Linked DNA regions of Mus musculus: all the other regions are linked to region 2. A link is a contact called in public HiChIP or PLAC-seq and promoter capture Hi-C data. All regions are on one chromosome and are shown on one strand. Each heading gives the region's core, a stretch centred on a gene start, on an enhancer-like site or on the middle of the called end of the contact. The rest is flanking DNA. Distances are from core to core; before and after follow the strand shown. Region 1 overlaps Tbccd1 (TBCC domain containing 1). Region 2 holds the start of Etv5 (ets variant 5). Region 3 overlaps Igf2bp2 (insulin-like growth factor 2 mRNA binding protein 2). Region 4 overlaps Igf2bp2 (insulin-like growth factor 2 mRNA binding protein 2). Region 5 holds the start of Tmem41a (transmembrane protein 41a).

What was found. Promoter capture Hi-C pulls out the DNA fragments that hold promoters and counts their contacts. HiChIP or PLAC-seq counts read pairs in DNA pulled down with a chosen protein or histone mark.
Region 1: an HNF4G HiChIP or PLAC-seq map of pancreatic cancer cells shows a contact between it and region 2. The contact joins the enhancer-like site here to the promoter of Etv5 in region 2. A contact is called at or near these places in 9 of 39 promoter capture datasets (the 3T3-L1 cell line, 3T3-L1-derived adipocytes, the HPC-7 cell line and 3 more), 2 of 484 Hi-C or Micro-C datasets (embryonic fibroblasts and nephron progenitors), 7 of 115 datasets of contacts at active chromatin or transcription factors (the NIH/3T3 cell line, astrocytes, bone marrow-derived macrophages and 4 more) and 2 of 9 other capture datasets (adipose tissue and pancreatic islet).
Region 3: an HNF4G HiChIP or PLAC-seq map of pancreatic cancer cells shows a contact between it and region 2. The contact joins the enhancer-like site here to the promoter of Etv5 in region 2. A contact is called at or near these places in 2 of 39 promoter capture datasets (the SN4741 cell line and hippocampal neurons), 1 of 484 Hi-C or Micro-C datasets (cardiomyocytes), 2 of 115 datasets of contacts at active chromatin or transcription factors (bone marrow-derived macrophages and pancreatic cancer cells) and 1 of 9 other capture datasets (adipose tissue).
Region 4: a promoter capture Hi-C map of 3T3-L1-derived adipocytes shows a contact between it and region 2, with 3 times the contacts expected there. The contact joins the enhancer-like site here to the promoter of Etv5 in region 2. A contact is called at or near these places in 3 of 39 promoter capture datasets (the 3T3-L1 cell line and 3T3-L1-derived adipocytes), 1 of 484 Hi-C or Micro-C datasets (muscle stem cells) and 2 of 115 datasets of contacts at active chromatin or transcription factors (embryonic forebrain and pancreatic cancer cells).
Region 5: an HNF4G HiChIP or PLAC-seq map of pancreatic cancer cells shows a contact between it and region 2. The contact joins the promoter of Tmem41a here to the promoter of Etv5 in region 2. A contact is called at or near these places in 2 of 115 datasets of contacts at active chromatin or transcription factors (bone marrow-derived macrophages and pancreatic cancer cells).

What each region holds. Positions count from the first base shown.
Region 1 is chr16:22,838,006-22,840,705 of GRCm38.p6, reverse strand. All of the region lies in intron 2 of Tbccd1 (TBCC domain containing 1), which reads left to right. Among named protein-coding and RNA genes, the nearest start is that of Tbccd1, 18 kb to the left of the region's middle. Within about 2 kb of position 1,350, at least 60 of the 459 cell types and tissues checked have an H3K27ac peak or open chromatin away from gene starts, as enhancers often do. A contact at or near this core is called in the NIH/3T3 cell line, bone marrow-derived macrophages, embryonic fibroblasts and 1 more, where this site is marked.
Region 2 is chr16:22,438,223-22,440,922 of GRCm38.p6, reverse strand. It overlaps Etv5 (ets variant 5), which reads left to right and starts at 1,353. Exons shown (of 13, transcript NM_023794.2): 1 at 1,353-1,406.
Region 3 is chr16:22,107,072-22,109,771 of GRCm38.p6, reverse strand. All of the region lies in intron 2 of Igf2bp2 (insulin-like growth factor 2 mRNA binding protein 2), which reads left to right. Among named protein-coding and RNA genes, the nearest start is that of Igf2bp2, 55 kb to the left of the region's middle. Within about 2 kb of position 1,426, at least 68 of the 459 cell types and tissues checked have an H3K27ac peak or open chromatin away from gene starts, as enhancers often do. A contact at or near this core is called in the SN4741 cell line, bone marrow-derived macrophages and pancreatic cancer cells, where this site is marked.
Region 4 is chr16:22,066,395-22,069,094 of GRCm38.p6, reverse strand. It overlaps Igf2bp2 (insulin-like growth factor 2 mRNA binding protein 2), which reads left to right. Exons shown (of 16, transcript NM_183029.2): 12 at 836-952. Among named protein-coding and RNA genes, the nearest start is that of Senp2, 58 kb to the right of the region's middle. Within about 2 kb of position 1,449, at least 76 of the 459 cell types and tissues checked have an H3K27ac peak or open chromatin away from gene starts, as enhancers often do. A contact at or near this core is called in 3T3-L1-derived adipocytes and muscle stem cells, where this site is marked.
Region 5 is chr16:21,946,223-21,948,922 of GRCm38.p6, reverse strand. It overlaps Tmem41a (transmembrane protein 41a), which reads left to right and starts at 1,371. Exons shown (of 5, transcript NM_025693.4): 1 at 1,371-1,555. The coding sequence starts at 1,437.

The sequences.
Region 1 (2,700 bases), core at 101-2,600, 400 kb before region 2:
AGCAGTAACTGGCCCAGAGCACATCCAGACACTATCAGAGCAGACACAAGTTGTTAAAACTCTGACTTCCCTTAAAACCACCAGAAGCTCTTCCTCTATGACTCTGCTAGGCTCAGCTCATACTCCAGCTCTCAGCTTAGAGTCTCATGACTGCAGCTTTCCCAGACTGACACTGTAGACTGGTAGTTCCCAGTTCCAGAGTCCTGGCGGATGTCCCATTATTTCTGTTCAGGGTCTGTTGGCAGTGGATAGTGGATAACAGGACCCCTTCTGTTTTATTCTCAAATCTGTGTGGAAACTGCTGTGTCTCCCTAGCCCTAATGTTACACGTGCCTCCAGCATACATTACACTAAATGCTGGTGATTACTCATCTGGATCAGTTCATCAGCTGTACCTGGGCCTGCTTGACATAGCTAAGGTGGCTAAAGTGTGTTCTTCTGGAAAGCAGGGAGCAGTGTGTGAGAGCTTACAGAGAGTGCTCGGAGCCTGTTCCCGAGACAGACAGTTCTGTCTGAAGGCCCTGAGCCTGTGGTGGAGAGGTAGCTCTGCAGACCTCTGAGGTGCCCTCCAAGTCCCTTTCCTCTTGTCCCCGTGCTTCTGGCCTCACTTTATCCATGCTGATCCCTCCTGGATGCACCTCTCCGTGGCACTTCTTTGCTCCTTTCCTGGAGGAGCTGTAAATCTTTCAAATCCTTTTGCGTTGTTTCCTTTTACATTGAGAAATTCTATTTTTAGATGGTGCTTCTAAAGCCTTCTTTCTGCAGTTCAGATGTAACCCAGGGGCAGCTTGGCAGCTTTGCTGTTTCAGTACTTTCTCTGCCAAGCACCCCAGTTTGTCACTTTTGAATTCTGCCTTCTATAAATCTCTAGGTGGGTATGGGCACAACCCTCTTGCAAGAGCTAACTCAAAGAATCCTGGAAGAACTGCATCTCTTCTGAAGGCAGTACTCAGCAAGACCTAGAGACCTCCCACTAGGGCCCACAGACCTCTCACAGATCCACTGTCTCCTCACATTGCCACGCTGGGCATCCAACTTCAACTCATGACTCACTCACCCAAACCACAGAGACCAGCACCTCTGCCATCATCGACTCCATAGCTAGTAGGAATGACTGGTATGCAAAAAGGTCAGAATACAAGTTCAGAAAAGGGCTTGAGGGTTTTTCATTCTTATGATAGAAATGACTTCACAGAGTATATTAATTATTTATAGTACATTAATTATAGCAACAGCGGCTTAGGCTGATAACTGTTTATTATTTGATCAACAGTCCTACACAGCTGCACTTGATAGGATGAATCTCTGGGCTCTTGTGTGAGCAGTGACTCAAGAAACCACATTTCTGTATTTTGGAGCTACTTAGTGTTAAATGGCTTTGCTGGGTGGGGGAAGGAAACATTGAAATGTAGAGGCTACATAATGTAACAACAGTTTATTGTTCATTTTACACAGAGGCTACACTTGAGCCATAGCTCTCCTCCAGGGTGTGCTTGACAAAGTCTACATCTTCTCCTGTGGGAAGAAATAGCTTCTTTGTAGATCATGCCTATTCTTGTCACAGCTGGGAAGAGCTGCAGATTGGAGGGAACCGGTGTCTTCTCCTCCCATGATGAGCTTGAGAGCAGGTCTTTACGCCGAAGCCATCACCATGGTAACGGCCACAGGTCCATCTGTCACCTTCCTAAATTTCTCCAGCATGCATTATTATTTTACTTGTGTATATATTAAGAGCACATGCATTCTAACTTTTTAGAAAACTTTATATTGCAGTATTGTTAGCTAGAGGCGTGGTACCCACCTCTGTAGTACAGACCCACAGAACTAAATTACCTTGTACGACTGAGGCTTTGTAAGCTTTGACATTGCCTGTTTTCCCTGCCTTCCAGCATTTGATGGTCACTGTTCCCTGTGCTTTTGTGCACTTACTGTGGTTGGACCATAGTTGGAACATGGTCTCCCACGATATCCCGTGTTGGGTTTTAATGCTCATCATGACAGATTGAGAGGACACAGGCTTAGTCTGAGCAAGGTCTCATGGCACAGGTGTAATCCGAGCTGCCAAACAGGCAGGAGGATCATAGGCTCAGGGCAACTGTGCTACAGAGGGAGTTTACGTCCAGCCTAAACAACTTGGCCTCAAAATAATACATAAATAAATAAATAAAATGCATGTATATTATCTATAAAAGATCCTAGTGACTCCACCAAACACTTTCAGAAAAGAAGCAGAATACAAGAAAAAAACATTCAAAAATCAGTAGTTTTTCTATTTTCTAAGATTGAACTTGCTGAGAAAGAAAGAAGAAAGCAATCAGCCAGCCTTGGAGTAAGCATAATCAAGGAGGTGAAAGGCCTCTACACTTTAACACTGAAAGAGGGGATTGAAGAAGACACAGAAAAGAAAAATGGCACCAACCCTCACAGATCAACAGAAGTAATATATATATGTAAATAAAATGGCAATATTACCAAAAGTGATCTACAGGCTTCACACAATTCAAAGTTTTGATGAAATTCTTTGCAATATGAGGGAAAATTATCTTAGAATTCATATAGAGGCACAAATGACCCTGAATAGCCAAAGCAGCTCTATGGAGAAAGAGCAAGGCTGGAGATACCACAATACCTGATCTTAAGTTGTAGTATGGAACCATAGTAACAAAAACAAGCATGTAGACTTACAGACTAGAGGACCCA
Region 2 (2,700 bases), core at 104-2,603:
CACAAGCTTAGGGGGGAAAGGCCGCGGACTAGAAATCCACACCACGTGTTTCACTGTGGGGCACTGGGCACCCTTAGGGTAACAACTTGGGACCCGCTTTGCTGAGGCTCAACTCTCCAAACGCTGACACCTTGCTGCCCGGTTAGTAGAGAACAGAACTCGTTCACAAGCACCCTAGCGTCCTTGGGAAAAGAAGAGAACGGCCATTGTCGGTGGCAGGAGCAGGACGAGGAGTTGGAAGGGGCAGAGGATTGTTTTATTTGTTTCCTGGAACACCCTGTTAAGAATCTCAACAACTGCAGTCAATGCCCGATCCTTTGGCAAGCAACACTGCTTCTCCCGGTTCCCAGCTGCACGGGATCTAATTCGCAAACACACCATCTTGCATTCAACACTTAAATGGAAAACAAGCAGCCCGGGAGAGAAGCAAGCGGTCTAACTGCACGCACGTTTCAAAGGGATTTGTGCTTCCAAGGCCCTCTACCGGCCCGGTGCGATCCACGAACCGGGTTTCTGGCTGTAGCCTCTTGCCTGTAGAGCTCAGAGGCAATTATTAGCCCGAGAAGACGCGATCGGGTCGGGCCTTAGGCTTTGGCAACATGGGTACATCACTAAGATCTGGAAAAGCTCAGGTTTTTAAAGGAAGGTAACTACTTTTTTTTCCCACTGGAAACCTGGTTTAAAAAAAAAATTAAGGCTTCTCTTCAAGGTAGCTAAGATTAGAGGGCTCGGTTTCCGTTTTTTGTGTTTCTATGGGCCGAACGCCCAGGCAGGGTCAGCGAGTTTCTGTGTGTGGAATGACGAATTCCTCTCGCCTGAGTTCTAAAATGATAACTTAGCTCGCTGCTGCAGCTGCGAACGCCTGGCGCCAAGCGGCCCCGCGCGGGGGTGGCGGGAGGAGCGGTGCAGGCCGAGGCCAGGGGGAACTTCGCGAGTGGCCCCTTTAAGAGCTTCACTGACTCAGCTAAGCTTCCCCCTCAGGTCGCGTTTTTTATGAATGAAAAACGTCCTTACATTCATTATATAAACAAGCCGGTGCTGATTGGTCAATGGCGCCCAGCGCATAAATTATGTAAAACAGACCTCTGAGGGCGTTGAGGGAGGCCGACCGTTAGCCAATGGGCGCCGCAGATGATGGGGCGGCCCAGCTGGATTTGCCTGAAGACAGGGTAAACAAGAGGTGATGGGCAGCCGCGGGGATGGCCGCCGACCAATGGGGACGTGTGTGCTCTGGGCTGCGGGCCAATGGCGGCGGGCGGAGCCGGCGGGGGCCGGGCCAGTGCTGCAGCGGGTTGCAGGGCGGCGCAGAGTCCGGAGGCCGGCGCGCAGAGCGGTCTTCATCCCCGATCGCTGCGGCCCAGCCCGCCACGGAGGCGCGCAGGCGGGCGCGCGGAGTGGCCGCTCAGGTGCGGACTGGTTCTGGGTCCTCAGTTGGGCGTGCTTGGGGTGACTCCCGGAGCTAGCCGCCCCCTCCCCCCGAGGCCCGGTTCGGTTCGGTTCCTGGGAGGCTTCGGGCGGGGGCGGCTAGCGGTTCCGGAGCGAGCGGAGAACGGGTTTCCGCACGCCGCGGAGGAGGCACCCGGGGTGCTGGAGCGGGTGCAGGGAGCGGGGTGCCCGGCTCAGGCTACAGAAGCGGGGTGCAAGAACGGGGTGCGGGGCGCGAAGTTGTGGGCCCCCGAGGGCCCTGGGAGGCTCGCGAGAAGAAACGCTCCGCGACTCTTAATATGGGGGGTGGGGGGAGGCGAGCAGCAGTTTCAGGGGTTCTGCTTCAGAACCCCGAGAGTTAAATGACACCGACATGTGCAGCCTGAGGGTGCAGGATCTGCCCGAACTTCTGCAGGCCTGGCAAGTTGGAGACTGGGCAGCGGGCCCGCAGCCCCCCACTCCCTCCTCTTAGGGCTGAGGGTATTGGGGCCGCCTGAGCCACGGCCTGGGGGAAGAGAGAACCGGTTCCGAGGCTGCCGAGAGTGTGCTGGAACCTCGTGAATGATTCGGGGTCTCCCCCGCAAAGGGGGTACTGATTAAGTAGGGGGTGATGAGGGGAGGCGGCATGTGTGATCAGGAGCAAATGAGGCTGCTGGTATCGGCCAGCGCTGCACCTCGTTTTCTGAATGTGGGTGACTTTATGAATGAAGCAGGTTTCTTTCTTGGGCTCTGAGCTCTGAGGCTTTTTTTTTTTTCTCCCTTTTTTTTTTTTTTTTTTGTGAATGAAGCATTGAGCTTTCTTCCTAAAACGCTGGGGTGAGGGGCCTGCGTCGGAGGCTAAGCGTGCGTTGGGAGTGGGGGCGGGGGCGCAGCTGAAGGAGTTTTCATGAATGGGAAGGCTGGGAATTGGGTGGAAGTGTGTCTTGTTTTGTGAATGGGGCCGGGCGCGAGGGATCCAGTTACAGCCTCTACCTGCGGTGGCGGCCGCGGCTCCATCTCCCATTCATAAAACCAGGCTCGCTGCGCGCCACGGGGAGGGGCCTCGATCCGGTCGCTGCGCCCAGTTAAAGTTTTCCTGGGGGCACCCTGGATTTGGGGGCTGGGGGGGGGGAGCGACTACGACGACACAAAGGAAGTGGTTTAAACTCCAGGATGAACCGAAGCCTTCCCTGCAGGCTTTTAAAAGATACTTTGAACACGACGTTTCCAGCTCTTGAACTCGAAGGGCTGCTTAGAAGATCCTTGCTGCTGCTTTTGGAATCTCTTAGGGAAGTT
Region 3 (2,700 bases), core at 177-2,676, 330 kb after region 2:
AACCCCTACACACACACACACACACACACAAGAGAGAGAGAGAGAGAGAGAGAGAGAGAGAGAGAGAGAGAGAGAGAGAGAGAGAGAGAGAGAGAGAGAGGTCTTTCCCCTCCCCATAAACAGGATTCCTGGAGAAACCTTCATTCTTTGCTGTCTCTTATTTCAATGGAAGCAGTGGGGCAGGCTACAGATTCCTCTCTTTAGAATAGTTCCTCTTATCAGGACATCAGAAACTCCCAATTTAACTGCTGTTATAATTTAGTGTATCTCCTCCCATATTTTTGTTTGTTTTAATTACACTATTAAGGCATGCACATGTTCATGCATGGTGTTGTAGACTTTTATGTCAACACTTGGAGTTGATCACGGATTTGAGCTACCCTTGGACTCCTGACCTCTTGGGAAACCGCACTACCTAGAGTGTTTCCTTCAGGGTAAGGGCGTGCATTGGTTACAGAAAGATGTTGACAGATCAGAAGGAATTTAAAGAGGAGCTGGCACTGTTGGAAAGTATAGCCAAAGGGCACTGAAAGAGATGTTTGATGGCCGTTAAGAATGAATGTGAAGGGGGCTGGTGAGACAGATGGCTCAGTGGGTAAAAGCACTGACTGCTCTTCTGAAGGTCCTGAGTTCAAATACCAGCAATCACATGGTGGCTCACAACCACCTGTAATAAGATATGATGCTCTCTTCTGGGGTGTCTGAAGACAGCTACAGTGTACTTACCCATAACAATAAATAAATCTTTGGACCGGAGGGAGCAGAGATCCTGAGTTCAATTCCCTGCAACCGCATATGGCTCACAACCATCTGTACAGCTACAGTGTACTCATATACATAAAATAAGTAAATAAATCTTAAAAAAATGAATGTGAAGGACACAAGCACCACATCTTTGCAGTTATCAAAACAGGAATTAAAAATGAATGCTGCACATGAAAATGCTATAACATAACCCAAGACTTCACGCACTAACCTAAAATACTAATTAAAAAAAAATCATGTATGTCTGAGAGTTTTGTTGGCTGCTGGCAGAAGTCAGAAAACGGCATTGGATCCCCTAGAACTGGAGTTAGCTGTGGGCTGCTGTGTGGGTGCTGGGAACTGAACCCAGGTCCTCTACAAGAGGCGACCAGTGCTTTTAACCACCAAGCCAACTAAAACTTAGCTCCTAAAATTAATTTTTAAAAACCTCTAAAAGAAAAAACAGTGTTCAATGTAAAAAAAAAATCATCTTATTTTTATGGTAAAATTTATTAGCTTGAGAATTAAAGTCCTAAAGGAAGTGGGAAAAGCTGTGTAGGAGCCGCTCTGAGCTGCTGAGGGCTCTTGTAGTTCTAATTTTGAAGGCTGAGGTCATGCCTGCTCTTCCCAGCATGGATTTGTCACCTAGTTCTGATTACACAGTTTTGCATATCAGGGTCAGAAGGTGGAGTCTGGTTGCAGTTGGGGGGAAGCCAGGCTGACTCAGCACGATGTCACAGAGAATGTCATGAGCATTTGGGTGTTTTAATTCTATCAGCGTCTCTCTCATGGTGCCCCCTGCTGGGATCTCAGATTATAAACAAGATAGGAGTGTAGCGATAGATAAACTGCCACACTTGGTGAAGTGCAGCAGTAGGTTGCTTACGCAGTTCAGTTGCCCTTGAATCGTCCCTGCATGGGTATGGAACAATCTTGTACATACTGCCAGCGGAGGGGACAGACACCAGGGCTGACACATAAAACCTTAGGTTAAAGCTGCCAAGAGAAGAGCATACAGGATCAGAGCCTTGGCTCTGGCAGCCTTATTAAGCCAGCTTTAGCCACCCAACCACCTCTATAGGCCAATTAAACAAATAATTATGAAAAGTAGAAAAAGAGGTTTATTCAGTGTGGCCACATTAGGAGGAAGAACAGAGATCCAGAGAGAGAACTCTCCCTCCGGCCATCTCCCTGTCCTAACATGCAATTTAGGTTTAAATAGCAGGCAGGAGGCATGAATGAATAACTATCAGTCCTAGGAAAGGCGTGACCCACCCCATCGCTGCAGTTAGAGCACCAGTCTGTCAGACTGAAATCAGCTCACCCTGTGGCTGGAACCAGAGTCCGAGTCTTTGCATTTCCTAGCATGGGACTCCTGGGAACCCCGATGTCTTGGGTCTATTGTGACAACAGTCTTATAGCCAGGGACAGGAGGCAGAAGTGTCTTGTAGGATACCTTTATTCCTGCCTGGACAATTGCACGGTCACCTTGGCATTGTCTCTGCTTTGTGGCAGTCAGGCAAGGGAGGTACCCATCAACTCAGCAGAAACCTGAAGGGCATGTGGTACCTGTCGGGAGGGAGCCATCGGGAGCCCACTGCTGCTCTTGGAAGGAACTTAGCTGGCATGCCAGTCCTAATGAGGACTGTTCTGGATCCAACCAGATGTGGGGGCAACCTACTTTATAATCTGGTTATTTTGATCTAACAACAGTATTTTAATAGGTGACCTGAGGGTCCACTGAGTAAAACTTCTGGGTGCGAGCAAGCCAGCTAGTTTTCAGAGGAGTCTTTTTGGTGTGAGCAGTGTAGTGTGGTCAGGGTGGAGTTAAGGATGTGTGTGCCCGTGGCTTAGATTCATCTGTTCCCACACTGTTCACCTCTAGTGCTTCCTTAGTCACTCACTTTTTGAGTGTCAATTTGGGGACATGTTTGGAATCTGGTGATGACCATGGAG
Region 4 (2,700 bases), core at 200-2,699, 370 kb after region 2:
CACAGCAGGGCGAATCACCTTGTAAGGTGGTGTTCCTCATTATAGGATGGGCTGGACAGCTTCCCCTCTGTCCTTTGACCAGGCGTGGTTAATAGCTTTTTATTATTTTGTATATTATTGTATATGTGAAAGCTCATACCCACCACAGCACATACAGCGAGCACCATGTGCAAGTCAGGACAACTCCCTCCCTCCCTCCCTCCCTCCCTCCCTCCCTCCCTCTTTCTTTTAGAATAAGTTATTTATTTTATGTATATGAGTACACCATTGCTCTCTTCAGACACACCAGAAGAGGGCATCAGATCCCATTACAGATGGTTGTGAGCCGCCATGTGCTTGCCGGGAATTGAACTCAGGACCTCTGGAAGAGCAGTCGGTGCTCTTAACCTCTGAGCCATCTCTCCAGCCCCAGGACAGTGTTCAGGAATTGTCTCCTTCCACCAGAGATTGAACTCATGTCATCAAGCTTACATGACAAACATTTTTTTTTTTAATCCACTGAGTCACCACAAAATAACCCATTTTGGTTCTTGGAGGAAGGCCCAGGAAGTATATATATCAAATCTGTGTCTGAGAACCCAGGGACAGCCAGCTACATGTGCCCCACAAACATGGGTGGGTGGGTGCTCAGAGGTCCTTGCAGGCTCATGCAATCTTGCTTAGGTTCAACATCACTCCTCAGATTCATCTATAGAGCACCAGGCCACACACTGACATGGCACTTTGGCCATCTCCCCAGATTGCGAGGCCTTCCCATGTTGGGTCTGTTAACCGCACTTGGCTGGGCCATGAGGTGCCAGGTCAGAATGATAGCTGTGTATGTGTTCTTTTCTAGTACCCAGAGCAGGAGACTGTAAGTCTCTTCATCCCAACCCAGGCTGTGGGTGCTATCATCGGGAAGAAGGGGGCACACATCAAACAGCTCGCTCGATTTGCTGGTGCCTCCATCAAGGTAAGATTGTTACTGCCTGTCCCCATGGGCCACCTCCTGTCAGTGCTAGAGAATTCTCACAGCACCTAGAGATGGCCATTCCTGTCAGCTCCCATTCTTCATCTTAGTCCTTTCCTGTTCAATCAAACCAAAGTTAGAAGAAAGAACTAGTAATGACCAAACCTGATCCTCCAAGGGTTGGCACTGTCCCCTCTTCCCGAGAAGATAGAGAAGGCCCACATGAGCAGAATGAGCATCTATGCCTAGCACTCAGCATGTTGATGCTCCTTAGCCCAGGCTTCAAGGACTTACAGACTGTGGGAACGCAAACTGAAGAACTTTCTGGAAAGTGCTGATAAGATCATAGGCAGACAAAGCTGATAGTGTCTCCTGTTAAGAGGCCAGGACTGAGCCAAAGTCTGGGAGAGGGAATTCCCCTTGGTTTGCAACACTGATGTGTGCAGATGTGGCTGCAGCCCATGTTCTGCCCCCTCAGTTGTCAGTGATTGTTTGCCACAGATCTGCCTCAAGCCCAGCTGTTGCTCTGACTCAGCGCGAGGCCGTGACTCCGAAAGCCCCCGTGAAACGCTTCCGGAAATGCTTTTCATTGTTACGGGAAAGAATTTGCTACCATGAGACAACCCAGAGTTATGCCAAGTCTCATGACTTGGAGAGAGAATGCCTACACTTTTCCCCTGAGAGCTGGAGTTTCTCCCACAGCCAAGTGTGACAGGGAAGAAAACCAAAAACAAAGCATTCTGAGTTGTGCATTATGAGGACAGTGGTGGCCCTGGGAAAGATGGCATCTTGCTGTACTCTCAAGCTGCATCCATCTGTGCTTGCAGTTAGGGGTTCACATTTGCACTGGGGGTTAGCTAGCCCACGGTGGGCTGGGCATGATGAGAGTGTGGGGTGCTTTATGCCCGATGGCTTGGCACGTATAATACCCTGGCCTAGATGATGCAGACAGCAAGGATGAGGATGACCATAGTCTGCAGTGCCCAGAGATCTTTCTTAGTGCCTAACGCTGTAGTCTGAGATGGTTAAACACAAAACAAAACAAAACTCTACAGTGAGACAGCTTGGACCGAAGGGCTTTGAGGGTTTCCTTTATTCAAACCTCAGTTTACAGGAAAAAAGCAAGACACAGAGAATAAGGCTCATTGAGACACCTAAGTGGTCAGCCTCAATCTTAGACAGAAATTCCACTGGCCACTAGGATCCTGAGGTCCTGAGGCAGACCAGACCACAGTACCTTCTTGGTCTCCTCAGCAGGTGGAATGACTGCCTGGAGCTACCAGATCCAGATCAACTCTGTTGTTGACTTCTCTTCCTCTTCCTGTACAGAGTTTTTAAGTCAGAGTGTGCTGGGGGTGGAAATGTAACAAGAACCCAACGGGGGCTTGGCCTCTGTGGCTTTCCCTAGCTGCAGAGGGATCCACAACCCCTTTCTTGACTCTAAAGCCAGAACCAGGTGACTGAAGCTGCCTAGTTCTCACGCTTACTGCAACTGGAACTCGGCCCCTCGAGTCATTTCATCAGCTTTCTGTCTTTGATGGTTTTCTTCACTGCTTAAGCCTTTGTCTAATTCCTCTCCACAAGTCCGAAGCTTGGCTGGGTGAGGTCTTGCTCTGAGATCACGATCTTCCTTATTCCATTTAGTATAAGGCTTTTCTTTAAACTTTTATCTCCTTGAACACAATAAATACATAGCTCCACTACACCTCCTGGTGCTCCTATTCTCTTCAGACTGTACATTTTATATTTTT
Region 5 (2,700 bases), core at 122-2,621, 490 kb after region 2:
TTTGGGTTGCTCCCAGTCCCTTGATATCAAAACAAGGCCAAGCATATTTGTGGGTTCAGTTCTTGGATGTCAACTTGCTAGGTCTTTGATGCATGCTCCCTGTTTGAACCAAAGAAGTGCTCTGAAGTGCTTCATGCCTTTTGACTCTGAAGAACTCACCCAATGGGTCGGTCCTATGTGCTGTCACTTCTCATCCCCACTGTGCAGCCTGTCCCTTTTGCCCTGTTCCCACTGCCGTGGTCCTTTCCGTCCCTCCCTCCCCGCAACCTGAGGTATTTACTGTTAACTTGGAGCCTACTCTAACCACTTGCTCTGACATTCTCAAAGGAGAACGGACACTGTCCCTCCTTTTCTCCTCCTCCCTGTTTTTTGAAGACAGTTTGTCACTGTAACCCCAGGCTGTCTTCAGTCTCCATTCTGCCTCAGGGTTCCATGTGCTGGGACTGCAAACACACAACACGATGTCTGCCTAGCAGAATGGTTCTTACTGAATGCTGCCAGGCTCATCTCCCCACAGTTTCCTGGGGTCCCTTGCCCAAACTATCTTCTAGCACTCTCCAAGTGGACAATAGCCATTCATTTCTCCCAAACCTTCGGCTTCCCTGAAGGTTGCCTTACTTAGGGCCATCTCACTTGCCCCTCTGCTTGCTCATCCAGAGAGTAAACGCAGTGCTCACCTCTTTCAGACTCCACACAGTGCAAGGACCACACTAGTTTTGGAGTTTTGAATCTGGGTTTTCTTTTTGAGAGATGTCATTCTCACTACCCGGCTACCCTGCCCCTTTCTGAATTTTTGCTTAGTATTTAAAGATGACTGAACCCTGGGCCTTCCTTCTCTTCAAGTGCTGGGGTCAGTCACATGAACACCATGTCTAGCACCACAGACTCTTTCTAAGACTCAGATGTGTGTTACAGCTAGTGTGTGCACGCTAGCTCCTACACAAGAGTTATGGCAGTAAGCGTTTTCATCCGTTGAGGCACACTGAAATGTGTTTATGAGTACTGGGGATAATGAGCACACTTCAGGTACTGAATAGAAGGCATGTCTGTTTATTTCTGTGGTGGTCATTACCTTCTTTCCACAACCATCGGTGTCAGTCTCACATTTGTTGGCTTCATTTGCTTTGTGGGACAGACTGTGGACAAGACTGACCGCCATGCTGCAAGCTAGGTTGTGGCAGGCTCACAACTCAGCCCCAGATCTCCCAGCTCTGTCACAGGGAAGGCGTTGGAGGTGTTCAGTGTAGAGCCAGCAGGAGCACTTTAGACTAGAGCGATCAGTCCCTGGCGGGGGCGGGGCCTGCGGCGGGCCGAGGGCGGAGCTTTGCGAGGGCCACGCCCTGCCCGTCCAAGAACGCGCTCCGCCCGCCCAGTCGGCGCACGGGGAGGGCTCTGCGTTGCCACGGGGGGAGCGCGCTCTCCGGCCAGGCCGCGGCATGCGCGCGCTGCTCGGCTTGCTCCTCGTATTCGGAGGCTGCACCTTCGCATTATACCTGCTCTCCACGCGGCTGCCCTTGGGGCCGAGGCTGGCGGCGGCCGGGGAGCCCGAAGGCCGGTGAGAGGGAGGACACCGGGCGGTGGCCTGGGAGGAGGTCGGAGGGTTGGCAGTGATGCCTCGGGGGCCCTTGCACTTCTCTGCACACGCGGTCGCCTTCCAGCCCCAGCCATCTCGGCTACCGTGGCTCTCCTTCCTCAACCCAATTACCACAGCAGCCAGTCTTCAGAGGTGCAGCCCGGACTTGGAGTGACGAGGCTATGATCCAGTTTGCCCTCTTCCTGCCTGTCTCTGCTTCCCATGACAGCTGGGCGAGGCAGAAGGCTTGTCGGTCGGGTTTCCGACTGCTGCTTATTACTTTGAAAGTGCATAGAGTGTGTCTGGCACGTTGCCGCATTACCAAGAGGCGTTAACTGCATTCGAGTTGTTTTCAGTTACCATTGTCTTTTTGTGGAGCTGAAAAAACTCTCTTGTGGATGTCAGAGGTACTCATGAGAACTAGGAGGGGCTTGCTCATAGTTTATCTCTGCTGGAGCAAAGAACTGTTGAGATGGCAGAGGCAGGGTAGTCTTTGTTCTGTGACCTTTGGACGGGATCCACGGTGTACCAGGCCTAGCGCAGGGTGAAGAGGGAGGCTCTCGGAAAGGGTTGGCCTCCAGCCATGTTATCAAGAAAGCTGTATTTATTATGATGGGAGGTATGTGTCCACGGGGATTCTTTTAAAGTGATGAAATTGTTGTTTTTTGCCTAGTACATCTGGGTAACATGCTGTCTAAATAGTTGTGTGTTTGCTTGGGAGAGGGTCTCCTAGAAAGGACGGCAATTCATGATGATATGCAGTTGCCTGGAGATGAATATACTTGTGTCTTCGGACAAGATAAAAAGAGACCGAGGATGCAAGTCAGTGCTGGAGCCGATGCTCTCAGCATGGTGGAGGCTGTGGGGTTCCATCTTAAAACCCCTAAATAAGTGAAGAGGGTGTGTAGTGGTTATCCAGCACCAGACCCTTTTTAGGCAAGGAAAACAAGACCCGTGGTCACTCCAAGGTCACACAACAGGAACACTGTAGAGTGAGGGTGCCAGCCCAGGGCACTTGTTCCCACTCCAGGGCTCTCCTGTCTGCCTCTGTTGTTTTATCTTGGGTCAGCTGTCATCTTGAGTTCTTTCAATGTCTGGTGGCCAGATGACCTGTTTACAAACTTAAC